Regions from separate parts of the Mus musculus genome. Here all the other regions are linked to region 3. Evidence: chromatin contacts called from public capture Hi-C and promoter capture Hi-C data. All regions are on one chromosome and are shown on one strand. Each heading gives the region's core, a stretch centred on a gene start, on an enhancer-like site or on the middle of the called end of the contact. The rest is flanking DNA. Distances are from core to core; before and after follow the strand shown.

The links. Promoter capture Hi-C pulls out the DNA fragments that hold promoters and counts their contacts. Capture Hi-C pulls out chosen DNA fragments and counts their contacts.
Region 1: a capture Hi-C map of macrophages shows a contact between it and region 3, with 4 times the contacts expected there. The contact joins the promoter of 2300009A05Rik here to the promoter of Cln6 in region 3. A contact is called at or near these places in 10 of 39 promoter capture datasets (the 3T3-L1 cell line, 3T3-L1-derived adipocytes, embryonic stem cells and 6 more), 1 of 484 Hi-C or Micro-C datasets (embryonic stem cells), 4 of 115 datasets of contacts at active chromatin or transcription factors (extraembryonic endoderm stem cells, kidney, large pre-B cells and 1 more) and 2 of 9 other capture datasets (adipose tissue and macrophages).
Region 2: a promoter capture Hi-C map of embryonic stem cells shows a contact between it and region 3, with 4 times the contacts expected there. The contact joins the promoter of Smad3 here to the promoter of Cln6 in region 3. A contact is called at or near these places in 9 of 39 promoter capture datasets (the 3T3-L1 cell line, 3T3-L1-derived adipocytes, the C10 cell line and 6 more), 1 of 484 Hi-C or Micro-C datasets (embryonic stem cells), 10 of 115 datasets of contacts at active chromatin or transcription factors (T-cell acute lymphoblastic leukemia, cardiomyocytes, craniofacial prominence and 5 more) and 1 of 9 other capture datasets (embryonic stem cells).
Region 4: a promoter capture Hi-C map of erythroid cells shows a contact between it and region 3, with 36 times the contacts expected there. The contact joins the promoter of Glce here to the promoter of Cln6 in region 3. A contact is called at or near these places in 5 of 39 promoter capture datasets (the 3T3-L1 cell line, embryonic stem cells, erythroid cells and 2 more).
Region 5: a contact with region 3 is called in a promoter capture Hi-C map of hippocampal neurons, with 2.1 times the contacts expected there. The contact joins the promoter of Kif23 here to the promoter of Cln6 in region 3. A contact is called at or near these places in 1 of 39 promoter capture datasets (hippocampal neurons) and 1 of 115 datasets of contacts at active chromatin or transcription factors (astrocytes).

The regions. Positions count from the first base shown.
Region 1 is chr9:63,397,979-63,400,678 of GRCm38.p6, forward strand. It overlaps 2300009A05Rik (RIKEN cDNA 2300009A05 gene), which reads right to left and starts at 1,266. Exons shown (of 2, transcript NM_027090.1): 1 at 898-1,266. The coding sequence starts at 1,243. It overlaps Gm16759 (a long non-coding RNA gene), which reads left to right and starts at 1,339. Exons shown (of 5, transcript XR_003948339.1): 1 at 1,339-1,474.
Region 2 is chr9:63,756,645-63,759,344 of GRCm38.p6, forward strand. It overlaps Smad3 (SMAD family member 3), which reads right to left and starts at 1,350. Exons shown (of 9, transcript NM_016769.4): 1 at 828-1,350. The coding sequence starts at 1,033.
Region 3 is chr9:62,837,370-62,840,069 of GRCm38.p6, forward strand. Cln6 (ceroid-lipofuscinosis, neuronal 6) reads left to right here and starts at 1,416. Exons shown (of 7, transcript NM_001033175.3): 1 at 1,416-1,585. The coding sequence starts at 1,512.
Region 4 is chr9:62,121,167-62,123,866 of GRCm38.p6, forward strand. It overlaps Glce (glucuronyl C5-epimerase), which reads right to left and starts at 1,443. Exons shown (of 5, transcript NM_033320.5): 1 at 1,319-1,443. It overlaps Mir5133 (microRNA 5133), which reads right to left and starts at 1,428; the gene lies at 1,352-1,428.
Region 5 is chr9:61,945,432-61,948,131 of GRCm38.p6, forward strand. It overlaps Kif23 (kinesin family member 23), which reads right to left and starts at 1,368. Exons shown (of 23, transcript NM_024245.4): 1 at 1,181-1,368. The coding sequence starts at 1,191.

The DNA of each region.
Region 1 (2,700 bases), core at 16-2,515, 560 kb after region 3:
GCAGAAATGCCCATGCTTTATTAAATTGAATGAACTACCAGACTATATGTAACACTAGTACGGCTACACAGAGTTTAGTGTTAATTTTGGATTGAAAAAAAAAAAAAAACTATTTGGAGGGGGAGGGTGAAGGGGATAGGGGATTTTCGGAGGGGAAACTAGGAAAGGGGATAACATTTGAAATGTAAATAAAGAAAATAATCTAATAAAAAAGTTAATAAATCCCTAGACAGCAATATTTAAAAAAAAACTATTTGGATTATACTGGTTCTGCTTCCTTGTATAGAGTTTGAGTGACTGACATCTAAGTTAATATTTTTTTTAGCAGCTATTAATAGGTCCGAAACATCTTGAGGACTTGAATTTTTCCCTAATCTATAAAATGCTGTCACATCTACAATCCGTGATATTGACTCTTCTGCCATTAGACCACAGAACACACACATCTAGCAGGAGGACCGTCAGAATTAGATTATCTTCAGGAATATAGATACTAAAGGATCTTAAAAGACAGCATCTTTTAAGTCTAGCACCTGAGAAAATATGATGTCTGGAGAGAACCTACTGCTTTTAGCAAAACACAATTGCTGAGATTTCACAGAAAGACAAAGAAACTTTAAAAGTCCGTCCAGTTTTTTGTCCTCCAAAGGCTCTTGGTGATGAGCGCGGGAATGACTCTTGCTAAGCAACTTCGGAGCCACTGTCGGGACTCACTCCTCGCTGCCCTGGGCAGGGTTCTCCCGGGTGGACAGTGGCAGGGCACGACCTCAGGGGTGCTGCAAGCAGCCCACCGGGGATGCGAAGGGCCGGCCCTGGAGAGCGAGCAGCGTGCTTGTGGGCCAGCGGCCGCCCTGGGATGGAGGAGTGCCTGGGTCAGACGAGGGCGCCGCCACTCACCCAGGTTGATGACCTTGAGCGCGGTGAAGAAGCGGTCCTGCGGGGCCAGGTCCTGCCAGGGCGCCTTGGAGCAGTGGTACTTGATGAAGGGGAAGCAGCCGGTGCGCAGGACGTGGTAGTTGGCGCCCAGCACCGGCCAATTGAAGTGCGACAGGCCGAACTGGTCGTTGTGGACCGCACTGTAGGGCACGCAGAAGGAAGTCCAGTGCGGCAGCCGCCGCTGCAGCAGGTGCTGCGTCAGCACCTCCGAGGCGCGGGGCTTCGGGCGGGAGGCGGCGCCCGAGGCCCAGGGCCGGCACAGCAGCAGCCGCAGCGTAGCCTCGTGGGCCCTCCGCAGGGCCTCCATGGCCGGGGCACGCCGGGGAGCCGGCCCTGGGCCCCTGGGGCCGGGCCTCTGGGGGCGGGGTCAGGCGAGTGTGCGCATGCGTGTTCCCCTCACCACCCTAGGCCAGGGCGGGGGACACCCAGCGGGCAGCGCGCGGGTGAGAGCGCCTTGAGGTGCGGCGCGTGCGCACAGGACGGGACGGGAGGGCGGAGCGACTGCGCAGATCAGGAAAATTGTCACCTCTGGCCTCAGGTAACCTCGGAGCAGGGAGACAATGTTAAAACAATCCTCCACAGCGACAAACCCGGTCTGGCTGTCAGGCGCTGGGCTCCAGGGAAATCCTCAGGGATGCTGAGGTGCTTGAGGTGTGCACAGGAAAGTGAGCTGACACCAAGGCCTGGCCTTTGCCCGGGCTGGACGCTTGGTGACCTCAGACTGCACGTATGTGCAGATGTCCTCACAGTCGTGTTCACTGTCCAGACTGAATCCTACCTAGATAGTGCAAGATAGGGTCCCAAGCCAGATGTGGCGCTTGCCTGGAATCACAGCCCTGAAAAGGCTGAGATGTGAGGATGGGGAGGTGGAGGCCAGCCTGGGCTACATAGAAGAGCAAGTCTCAACTGCCTCCCTGTCCCCGCACCACCACCCCCAAAACCCGAAAAGCAGTCCTATGTTTTCTCATTTAGTGCCCTAAAGCTCAGAAAAACTTCCCTCCTGAGAACACAGTAAATACTAGGACCGGAATTGGCAGTCACCAACCTTTAACAATCTCAGTTACCCATGAAAGTGTAAGGGAAGCATTTCTCAGACTTTCTGCTAGCATACAACCTCATGTCTAAAGTATCATTACTCTTATATGTCCTCAATTTTTGTGGGGAGAATGAGTAAATAGGATGAGGTTTCTGGAAAGTACCATATGCAAATGAAGTAATTCTCTGTGTTGGAACTATATAACAATTATTTGCTGAAAATTCAAGAAGGATGTAGAATAGTGTGATGTTTAAAGAAGATTTGTTTATTTTGTGTATACAAGTGCTCCATTTTCATGCACACCAGAAGAGGAAATCAGATCCCATTACAGATGGTTGTGAGTCACCATGTGGTAGCTGGGAATTGAACTCAGGTCCTCTGGAAGGGCAGCCAATGCTCTTAACCACTGAGCCATCTCTCCAGCAACATTTTTGTTTTTATAGTCACCAGTTTTGGGTTAGTCAACATTGAGTTCATTCCACAAATATGTTAAATATTTAGGGGGGTTTTGCAGTCATGCAAATAGTTTGAACTTTATAAGATTCTCTATTAGATATCGATTTTTAAAGAAAGATTAGGTGAAGTCATGATATATTTGATATGCAGAATAGCTAGGAGGACTATTGAAGGGAGGTAGGGAGCTGCAGCAGAACTGTCATTTTCAAAGTAAAGTTTTAAAAGCAATGGAGCCCTTTTTCAGACAAAATCTGTCACAGAATTCTAACATA
Region 2 (2,700 bases), core at 100-2,599, 920 kb after region 3:
GGGAAGGATAAAGGAGGTCAGGACAGATGGCAAAGCGCTTTGGGAAAATAGGCTCTACAGGAATGCAGGGCCGATGGGAGGCCAGCCCTGGGGTGTTTTGTTATCTGCCTGGAGCTGCCTGCTCCATTCTAGGCACCCGCATACTCTGGATTAAAAAGATCGCAAATCAGCAGGGGTGGGGTGGAAAGAGGGAAAGCCCCTACTTTCTGCCACTTGTTTCTCCCGCTTCAAAGTCGGTGCTCTGCTCTCCAACTAAGTGCGTGCGTGCATGCGTGCACAGGGGGCGGGAGGCTGGCACAACCAAATCTAAAAATACTCAGTAAAAATGCTAATCCCAAAGCAAAGAAAGAGCGAAGAAGGAATCTGTCAATCAACGGGCTCCCGCTCCTCACCCACAGCTGTACCGACTGCATTCCTGTAGACGAGGAAAAGAAGTGGGGGAACAGAGCTGAAGAAAAGAAAGGGACACACGCCACCACCTCCACGAGCGCGGGGCGGGAGGCGGCGGAGGAGGAGGGGCTCGGCCGGCAGAGCCGAACAAAGCGGGGCCTCCACTTGGAGCCCGAAGCCCCGAGAGTTGGGGGGCCAAGCTCAGAAACACCCCTGCTGCCCGGAAGCAGCTGGCGACCCTTGAGGTCTAGAAGCCAAAATGCTGCACGGAAGCCAGGTCTCTGAGGCTAGGCAAATCCGAAGGTTTTGTTTGGGGTCCCTCCACCCACTCCCCGTCCCCTACAGGCGCGCGCACACACGCGCACACGCCCTCCCTCTCCACCCGGGCCGCGCTAGGGGGCTGGGCCAGTGCGCCCCCAGCCGCTCTGGGACCCCACCTGGGGATGGTAATGCACTTGGTGTTCACGTTCTGCGTGGTGATGGCCTTCTCCAGCTCGTCCAACTGCCCCGTCTTCTTGAGCTTCTTCACCAAGCTCTTGACCGCCTTCTCGCACCACTTCTCCTCCTGCCCGTTCTGCTCGCCCTTCTTCCAACCCAGCAGGCGCTTCACGATCGGGGGGGTGAAGGGCAGGATGGACGACATGGCTGGCACCGAAGGGTCACCGGCGCCCCCGGCGGGGCTGGGCGCACTGGGGACGCCGGGGGCGCTCAGAGGCAGCTCGGCCCGCGCCTCGCCCGAACTTCGCTTTTAACTCTGGAGAACTTGCCCGGGCGTCCGGGCCAGGACTGCGGCGCTGCAGCTGCGGGGATCGGGAGCACGGCGGCGCCCGAGCTGCTCCACGCGGACCGACGGACTGACGGGCAGGCCCCGGACGCGCGGGGCGGAGGCGGCGGCCGCGAGACTCCAAGTGGCAGTAGAAAGTTTGGGTTTCCGCACGGGGTAGCTGTTTGGGTGCCGCCTCCGGGAAGGAAAGTCCAACCCCCAGCCAAACTTTGCTGGCCTGGATGGCTTTGGTGCGCAGATCCCTCCGCCTCTGCAGCGCTGCTCCTCCTCCTCCTCCTCCTCTGCGATCGCCGCCTTGCAGGGCCAGCCAGGGCCGAGCAGCCGCGCTACCCGCTCCTCTCCCGCCCGCTCCCAAGTCTACGTTTCACGCAGCTCCGCGTGCAGCCTCCTTCCCAGCGCAGTCGCCGCCCCCTCGCTGCCGGGGCTCCCCGCTCCTCCCCCGCGCCCTGCTCCGGGGAGGACCCGCGGCCTTCCCCGCCCAGCGCCGCCAAGCGCGCCCACGTGGGCCACCGGGTAGGGCGGCCGCCAGCTCTGCCAAGTGCCGAGGGACCGGACTCCTGGGGACTCGCCGCCCCACAGACTCTCAGATACCGTTGCAGGAACTAGAGAGGATTAGACTCACAGGGAACAGGCACTGTCCGTCAAGGGCTGGCTGCACTCCGGAGAGGACTCGGGCGCGGTGAGGGGTTCAGAAAAGCTCCGGGCCCAGGAAGTTGGGGCACGCTGATCTCGCTCAGTGGCCAGAGCTGCTTTAGGTGGTTTTTTGTTTTGTTTTTGTTTTCCTGCTGGGTGAGATCAGAACGGCCGACTGCCTGAGACTGCGGAGGAGGGAGTTGGAAAAGGGGAGAGGGAGACTTAAAAGGAGTTAAGAGACCTCAGTGACAACTTGAACAATAGCTGGAGCCAGGGGTCCCTTGGGCCCAGTGAACCAAGCTTTTTGCAGAAAACGGGCCTCAAAGACATCTGTTGCGTTCCTGAAGGAATGAATGGGGGTGCTTTAGGATTTTTCTTTGGAGGAGGGGAGAGAATTAACATTTCAGGGTGTTACTGAAGTTCCGAAATTCGACACCAAACAAGTAAGAGAGCTTTTGTTTACAAAGCAATGAACTCGCACACACAAAGAGCAAGCCGGAGAGGACTCGAGAAGTTTATTCAAAGTTAGCCTAGGTGGGAAGCCAAGAGAACCTGACTTTGAGTAGCCCTAGGGGCTTTACTGCAGACTAGACGAATTCAGGGCTGGTTGCCCACGGTCCCTCCACGGATTTGGGGCGTTACATTAGACCCTCTGCTCCTTTATCCTGTTTCAGCCTCCCTATCAGGCTAGCCCAGATGCTTAGAGTGTGCTTGGTTTTGCGCACGCGCGAACACACACACACCTATTTCTCTCCCGTGGTGAGAAACAAGTTATTTGCAAACCAAGATCCGGTGCGCTTTACGAAGCCCTATGAAGTGTGGCTCGTCCCACAGAGTCAGCCCTGAAGCTTCAGGGGCCCCCTGCTCTGTCCTCGAGGCTGCCCCACCACCAA
Region 3 (2,700 bases), core at 166-2,665:
TCCTTGGGTTCTGGATGCCATCTATGTTCCTGCGGCTCAATCTATCTGCCAGGCTCCTACCGACCGACATGGCGTCTGAGCTTCACACCCATGGGTCCAACAGCATCCTGACCCAACCAAAGCTTCGTGGGTCCAAAGATGACGTCTCATTTACCTGTGCTTGCTCCACCCACTTAGATGCAGCGCCTGGTCACATCTAAACTCCTCTCCCCTTACAGCCATGCATCCGAAGAAGATAGCTCCCACACCACTGGGCATGTCTCACCCCCAACCCCCCTTTACTGATACAGTCCAGGACCCTCATTAGAACTTGGTACCCGACAGGCTGCACCTCCTCCATCTCTGGTTCTGCCTCTGGGCTGTGCCTGAAATGCACACATATGCCAGTCTCTTGCCAGGGCCCTTCCTGAGGTTCTCAGGGATTGGGGGCTCCAATCTAAACCCCTCTCTCCCCCATCTCAGCCAGTCTCTCACTCCCCTGAGCAGCGTGGTTCTCACACAACTTTCCACTCCTCCATACCAGCTAGTCTCTGGACAGGGTGTGGGAGGAGGAGGGGTGGGTGTGTGGGGAATTCTGGCCGTTCCCTCTGCCTGGAGCTCTTTCCTGTCTCCAGTTCATACTTCTCTGTCAGCTATCCTTCCTGTGATGCCTGTTTGGCCTTACTGCCTCTATGGCTACACAACCCTCAGAACTTCCTCCACCATTACCAGAAGCTACGAACAGAAGCGCTTCTGAACAGGGCTCATAGGTTCCTGCACAGAACTTACGAGGTTCTTAACACAATTGAATGAGGAAGGGGTGTGTGTCTTTCCCCAACGCCAGGACTGGATTCTGGACCACCTCGTTGTCCTCCAACTAGGAGAGAATTCACTATTCTCTTCACCTATCAAAGCACAGTGGATAGTTTATCGAGCAGTCTTTAATCTGAGGAAGGAGGGCTCAAAGACCCCGGGTCTTCTGATGACCTCACAGCTTGGTCATTCCAGGTCCCCGGTTCACCTTCGTCCAGTACCCTCAAGCCCGGCTAGGCAAGGCTTCCTTCCTGCAGAAATGCAGAGAACCCAGGAAAAAAACAAAAGCAAGCAAACAAACAAACAAACAAGACGCCAGGCTTCCCCACTGGAGTGCAGATTCAACTAAGACCCAAGACCTCTGGGACATAAGTTAGGCCCCTCCTTCTCAAACAAAACACGCCCTCCAGCTGTCTCCCTCCACCTCCGCTCTCTCATTCCTCCTCCCTCCTCCCCACACTCCATCCTCCTCTCCGGTCTTGCCCCAAGCCCCTCCCTATCCTCCTCCCTTCACCAGTTCTCCCCCTGCTCTTTCCTCCAGCTTCTCTCCTCCCTCCTCCCCTCCAGCCTCCAGCTCCTCCCCTCCCCTCCCGCCCGCCCTGGGGCCCCGCGCTCGCTTCCCTCTCTCCCGCCCAGCCTTCCCCGCGTTGGGCGCCGAGGCTCCGCGCGGCCCGCGCAGCCGTCTCTCCTCCCGGAAGGCGAGGCCGAGCGTGGCGGCCATGGAGGCGGCGACGCGGAGGCGGCAGCTCCTCGGAGCGGCGGGCGGCCCCGGTGTCGCGTTCGTGCAGGCCAGGTGCGCGCGGAGCGGGGACAGGGAGGCCGCGAGGGGCCCCAGAGTTTGAGAGACCTCGCCAGGGTTAAGGAAACCGCAGGGATAGGCTACTCGGGGGCCACCCCGGCCAGCCTGGCTGAGTCCCTGTGCCACTTCCAAGTTTTTAGGAACCTCCTGCTCTGGGCAAGACTGTGACTCTGCTCTGAATCCGGTGGCTCAGGGCCCAGGGAAAGTGGGCCGTTAACCGGGGACAGCGTGACTCTCCCATCCTGAATGAGAGACCCCTTCCCTCAGAGGGGAGATGTTTGGGGTTTATCTGGCTCGACAGGGCAGAGCCAGAGGCGCAAAACCCGCCCTTTCATCTTTTCCTCCAGTCTGCCTCCATCCGCTCCACTGACCAAAGCATTCCCGCCTGTCACATGTATTGATTAAACACCTGTCATGTGCCTAGCGTTGTGCCAGATGGCAAACAGGAAAGTCTGAGCCAAAGCAGGTGACAGCTAATTCTGGAGGGCTTTCTGGAGTTGAACAGTACAAGACTCTGCAGAGGACAGACACTTACTGCCGGGCATGGTGGCAATGCTTTTAACCCCATCACTCAGGAGGCAGAGGCAGGTTTCTAGGGGGATGTAATCCAGTTGGTAGTGACTGCATAGCATGCAGGAAGTCGTGGTTCTTCCCAGGCCACAGAAACTGGACATGGTAGACAGTGGAAGGATGTGAGGAAACACAAGGACTATACATACTAGTGTTGGACATGTCACACGTGTAAGAGAAAATCAACGACAGGGGCTGGACCAACTTTAAAGTGCCCTGAATGTCCCAGAGTTGGCCGAGAAGGCCCTAGAGTCTGAAGTTGGAGGAGGCACCTACTCTGGGTGGGGAGGCTGTTCACTTTGAGCAGGAAAGACCCCTTACCTTCCTCACCTGAGTGACCTGGTAAAAATGTATATTCCATATGCCACAGGTACCAAAGAGCCGTGGAGAGATTTGAGCACTCATGTGCACCAGGTGAATTTTAGGAAGTCCCTGGCACTGTTTGGAATGGTGGGGGAAGTTCTGGGAGACTGGGTTGAGGGCAGCCTTTTCATAGTTCCGACTGGGGAGCAATTCTCTGAGCATGTGCTGTGCTGCCT
Region 4 (2,700 bases), core at 193-2,692, 720 kb before region 3:
CAGGCAGATACCTATAAGTCATTTTAAGTTCCACCTAAGTCTGGCAGAGTCTTCAAGAACTCTGTAAGATTCAAACCACGGTAAAAACTGATGTACCAGAATTCTCTAAAGAAGCTCAATAGGGCATCATTAACAGGTTGCCAATGACGCTTTTGTAGAAATCTGGACTTGAGACATACATACATAATATGCTACACTTTTGTTTTTAATTACCCCTCTTCCACAAAACCTTTAGAAAGGATGCTTCTTGGCACTACCTAACACCCAGGCAAATTCAGGACAGATTTAACCATGCAAGACCATCAAACACTACCTAAAACAGAAAGCCCAAATCGCACAGCCGCCCTACCCTCAGATCTAAACCCTCACTCAACAGTCAGGTATTCCAGACAACATGCTCAAGTCTGGTATCGCTCCTCTCCTCTCCTCCGGAGATCAGAGCTCCGGCGACACCAGCGCGTCCCCAAAGGTATCCTGGGGCAAAGAAAAGAAAACTGCAGAACAAGCCCACTGTGTCTCCAACTAGGCAACTGCCCCGATCAAGCGTCCAACGAAGAAGCACTGAGTTAAATCTCATCGAGAAAGAGAGAGAGACCAGATCGAGACCGTCAGATACCGAAAGCCACAAGCAGTGCCATGGGGTGGCTCCTGAAACCGGGTCTGGCACCCCTGGAGACCCAGAGACCGCTGAGCCGCGCCCACACGGCAAAATCACCCTCCTTGTCGCCCCGAAAAAGAATGGGGACCATCACGCACAGTTACCGCCCCCCTCTGGGCGAAGCAGAAACCCCAATACAAATGTTGGTCTCCCCATGCACGCTTCCCGCCCCCACCCACACCCACCCAGTCCGTTCCTTCCCGGGAGGGACACGGGCATCGTCTTATCACCCCATGGCGACCTTAAACAAACCCAAGTCTCTGGAACCCTGACATCCTCCTGCTTTACCCCAGGAATGCCAAGCGGACCCCTCTCCGCTCATAGGTCTCCCCGTGCCCTCCGGACAAGGCTAAACTGTATCCCAAGCCCCTCAACTGCACGGGATCGCCAGAAATGGTCTCCAAGTCCCAGAACCGCGCTATGCCAGCACCCGGGCTCTCAGGCAGGACACAGGACGCGCTCCCGCGACCCTAGAGACCCGGGACCGCCTGGGCAGCCACCCACCCCCACTCCAAAGCCAAAGAAGCCCCGAGACCCCAGCCCCCGCCGCGTCACCCAAGATCCCCGCACTCGGAACGCCGCGCATCCCCGGGAGCCGCCCCCGTCGCGAGCCCACTTGCCACGGCCGCCCCTCAGCCACGACACGACGAGCTCCCTCACCTGAGGCGCGTCGGCGGACGAGCGGCCCCCAGAGCCCTGAGGAAAACTGAAGCGAGCGGCAGAGACACGGCGGCCCAGGCCTGCGCTGCCGCAGCTCCAGCCTCTCGGCGAGGAAGCGCTCGTGTGAGGAGAGCCCGCCCGCTCGGCGCGCTACTGGGGAGCCGAGCCGCCGCCGTGCCCGCGGCTCTTCCCGCGAGATCCCAGCCACGGTAAGGGGCGAGGCCATGCCGGGGAGGAGAGGGCGGGACGGAGGCTCTTCGAATGGCAGCTCCGTCAGCCTGTTAGATTCGGTGTAGAAGGCGGGGTCACCAAGAGGAGGGGCCATATTAAGGGGAGGAGCTATGATGAGGGGGCGGAGAGTCCTCGAATGACAGTTCCAAAAAACCAATCAACGGTGGCAGCGCAGAAGGCGGGACTCGCATTCTCCTGTGACCAATTGCAAAAGAGTAGAGCTAATTCTCCCCGCCTATCATCAATAAATTGCGGGCGAAGGTGTTGCTGACCCGATGTCAGTTTGCTACCTGGGCAGTTGCAGAGGTACTTTAGATGACGTGGTTTGGGCAAAGTTTGGTCCTCTTCGGCCGCCGTAGAGACACTTAGCGGAGAAGCTGAACTAAATAGTGCTTAAACCGAAGAGCTGTCCGTGCGTTTTCACTGCTCTCTGAAGTGAACAGGGAGGTCCCATCTGCCAGCCTGAAGACTTACAGCCTCACTTTACTCACTTCGGTCTCCTCCTTTAGTGTAGCTTTCTCCCATTTCGGACTCTCTTCCGTTTTTATTTCAAACGGCGATGATATCGTCACGGGTGCTTTAAGCTCCAACCCAGTTTATCTGGTCCAACAAAGGACCTTTCTAATTCATTTGTGCGTTCTACTTAAAGTCTTCCACAAAGATGAAGAACGAAATCTCAAACGAGTGCTAACCTAACAAACCCGAGAACTTGTATCTTTACAGACCATAGGGCCCAGTAATGTTTAGCACAGGTAGGGTATAGAGCATTCAATAAATCTAAAAGGAAGGAATGGAAACTGTGGTGCTTATCTGTACTGGCTTCAGAAACTGGGCTTTCCTAGCCTTTCCCATTCCCCCCTCACATTTAAGTCCCTTCACTCATTATTATGCCTGCCCTGTAGCTTTCCTTCATCTTCCCCTAGTCTCCCTTGCCCAACACAAAAAGTAGCCTTACTCTTTCTCAAGGTTAACTCCTGCCCTTGTGCACTGGACCTCAGCCAGGCCCAGACTCAGTCAGCTCCCCCACCCCCACCCCCACCCCCATTATCAATTTTTTAGCCCCTTTATCCCCAGAACACACTCATTATCCCCTGTTATTTGAACAGAACACAACTACCCTGCCGGTTCTATCCACTCGAGCTGCCCTGTCC
Region 5 (2,700 bases), core at 118-2,617, 890 kb before region 3:
AGAAAAAAAAGCCATAAATTCAACACTAACATAGAAGACATCACAAATTCTAACAATGAACTTCCTAAGGCTTAAAAAAATCATTTCCCAGCAATCTCAAATACCGCACAGCAAATAACATGTATATAAACAATAAACTGTACTCGAGAAATGTGGTATATGTAATTTAACTCATTAAAATTTCAATTGGGAAAATACACTTTTGATACCATTAGTACTCAGTGGAACTTTTGTTTGTATTTTTTTTAAGTGTTGGAGTGCAAATTCAGAGATTTGCTCATGCTATGTAGGAAGATTAGATTATTCACAATGCTGAAATGTCTTGCTATTTTAAGTAAACAATATAAAAAATTATTTTATTTCAACATTCTCTATCATTTAACTTTTTTTTCCTTTCTCGTTTATAGGCTACAAGAATATTTAACACAAATTAAACCAAAAGACTCGTTTAGACTGTAGATTATTAAAGTACTTTTCTCAATAGAGTCACACGTAAACTAGAAGCAAACCAGAGTCCAGCGATATACTAGGGTAGGTATCCTTAAGTAAATATAAAGACTGACGTTTCCTCATTTTAAAAAGTTCCGTTTTTTTTTTTTTTCGTGTGTGTGCGTGTGAAAGTAACGATTTCTAAAGCCAGCCCTCCTTCGCAGTAAAAGTGTAACCAGGATGTGGCTCTCCTGAAGAGTCTAGGAATACTGAGGAATGTGGGCGTGGGAGATAGAGTAGGCGTGTGGGATGGCCTGGGGACAAAGATAGCGCAAGGTGGCGGAGCTGCAGAAGGACCCTGACCTCAAGGCTAGAACTAGGGAAGGGATGCCGACGGAGCTGTGGAGGCTCAACTCCCCCAAAGTGCCAGCGCGCACCCCGGCTGCGCGCCGCCCGGGGTCCCCAGACCTGCCACCTGCGCAGCGGGCGGGGAGGAAGGAAGCTGGGGAGGGATGGGCAGCCCAAAGGATGGCAACCCGAGGAGGTGGTGGCAGACAGCCCCGGATTCGGAGGCAGCCTTCGCGGGCTCAGAGGACTGGGAGGGCGCCGGCACACCAGGGTCGCCAGCCACCAGAACTCTGCAGTGCGGAGCTTCGGCCTACACTGTACTACGGACTCAGCTCCCGGGCAGTCCCCAGTCTCAGCGTGAGGAGGGCGGCGACCCCCACGCAGTCCTCCCACCAGTACTCACGCTGACTTCATGACCGCAGGCTCCGTGCTATCCTGACGCGCGCGCGGGACGTCGGGCTCCGACAGGAGCAAGGCTGGCGGGAACTAAGCCGAGCAAACCACGGCCGCGGGGACCAGGACTCAATCTGAGGAGAGCCCGGCGGCGACGCTGCAAGCCCAAGTGTGCGCCCGCCCGGCGCATTTCAAACAGGCCAATCAGCGGCCGCCTGCGGCGAAGGGGCGGGGCCTCGGGGAGCGCTGGCACGGCCAGCAGGGGCGCTCGTCTCCTTGGCAACCCAAGGGCGCCAGCCGGAGGCTGAGGAGGGCAGCGCTGGAGAAAAACCTGAGAGGGGAAATCCCGGCCCTTCCGCCCTTCCGTTCTGACGCAGAAGCTGAGATCTCCCAGTCTTTGTCCTGAGAACCTCTAAGGAAGTAAAGCCTTGGTCGGGCATGTTCTAATTTCAGGCTGGCCGCTGGCTACCACATCATCTTATTCATTTTATTGTATTTATATTTTATTTTTACCTTTACTTTTAGTTCTACGTTTACATTTTATCTTACTTTTGATATTTATTTTGAGACGAGAGTATCTTGTATCCCAGGCTGGCCTCACACTTACAGTGAGGACCCCAGAATGATCTTGAAGACTATACCAACTTGGCAGACAACCTGTTGTAAGTTCCTTTCTCTGGATTCTCCAGTTCTCTCTCTCTCTCTCTCTCTCTCTCTCTCTCTCTCTCTGTGTGTGTGTGTGTGTGTGTGTGTGTGTGTGTGTGTGTGTGTGTTTCATGGTGCTAGTGATCAAACCTAGAGCCTCACAATGTTAGGCAAAGGTGATACCACTAAGCCACACATCCTTAACCTTCAAATTCTTGATTTTGATGTTTCCTGGATATACAGAGATGCATAAAATCTACCCACTGCCCTTGTGCAACCACCGTTTACCCTTTGCCTTCTACAAGTTGATTCTTTCTCATTTAATCCCAGCCCCCATGCTGACGATTCCCCAGGGATGTAGCCACACCTGCGTTCTGTGACTCAAGCTCCACTTAGAACTTCCTTTAGGGCCAGCACTGATAAGGATAGCCAGTTTAATATCCATAGTTAATGTCCATATTACTGGACATTAGTCTTTCCAATATTTACTGTTGCAAACTGCTTCGATGAATAAACCTGAAAATGCATCCATGGATAAATTTCCAGAAGCAGATAGAAAGCTACCAGGCTTTGCCACCATCACTTTCCAAAACCGATCCATTTGACTGCACTCTCACCTATAAGTCACAGGTCTGGGAGAGCCCTAGGGTGGGTCATCGCCCTTTGCTTGAGACCCTCAGTGGGGCCCTGAGGCTAGTCTTCCTGTTCAGTTGCGTCACCTCTCACCTGTCCCAAGCCCAACGCTCATGCGTGGAACGTTTCTGCCCCCACACTCGAGTCTCTCTGCTGTCTCTCAGCCTTCCTTTCCTCGGAGAATGCCTCACCTTCTCTGGATCCCAGAGCCCCTGCCGCCCCTCACTGCACCGTTGATTTCAGCATCACCCC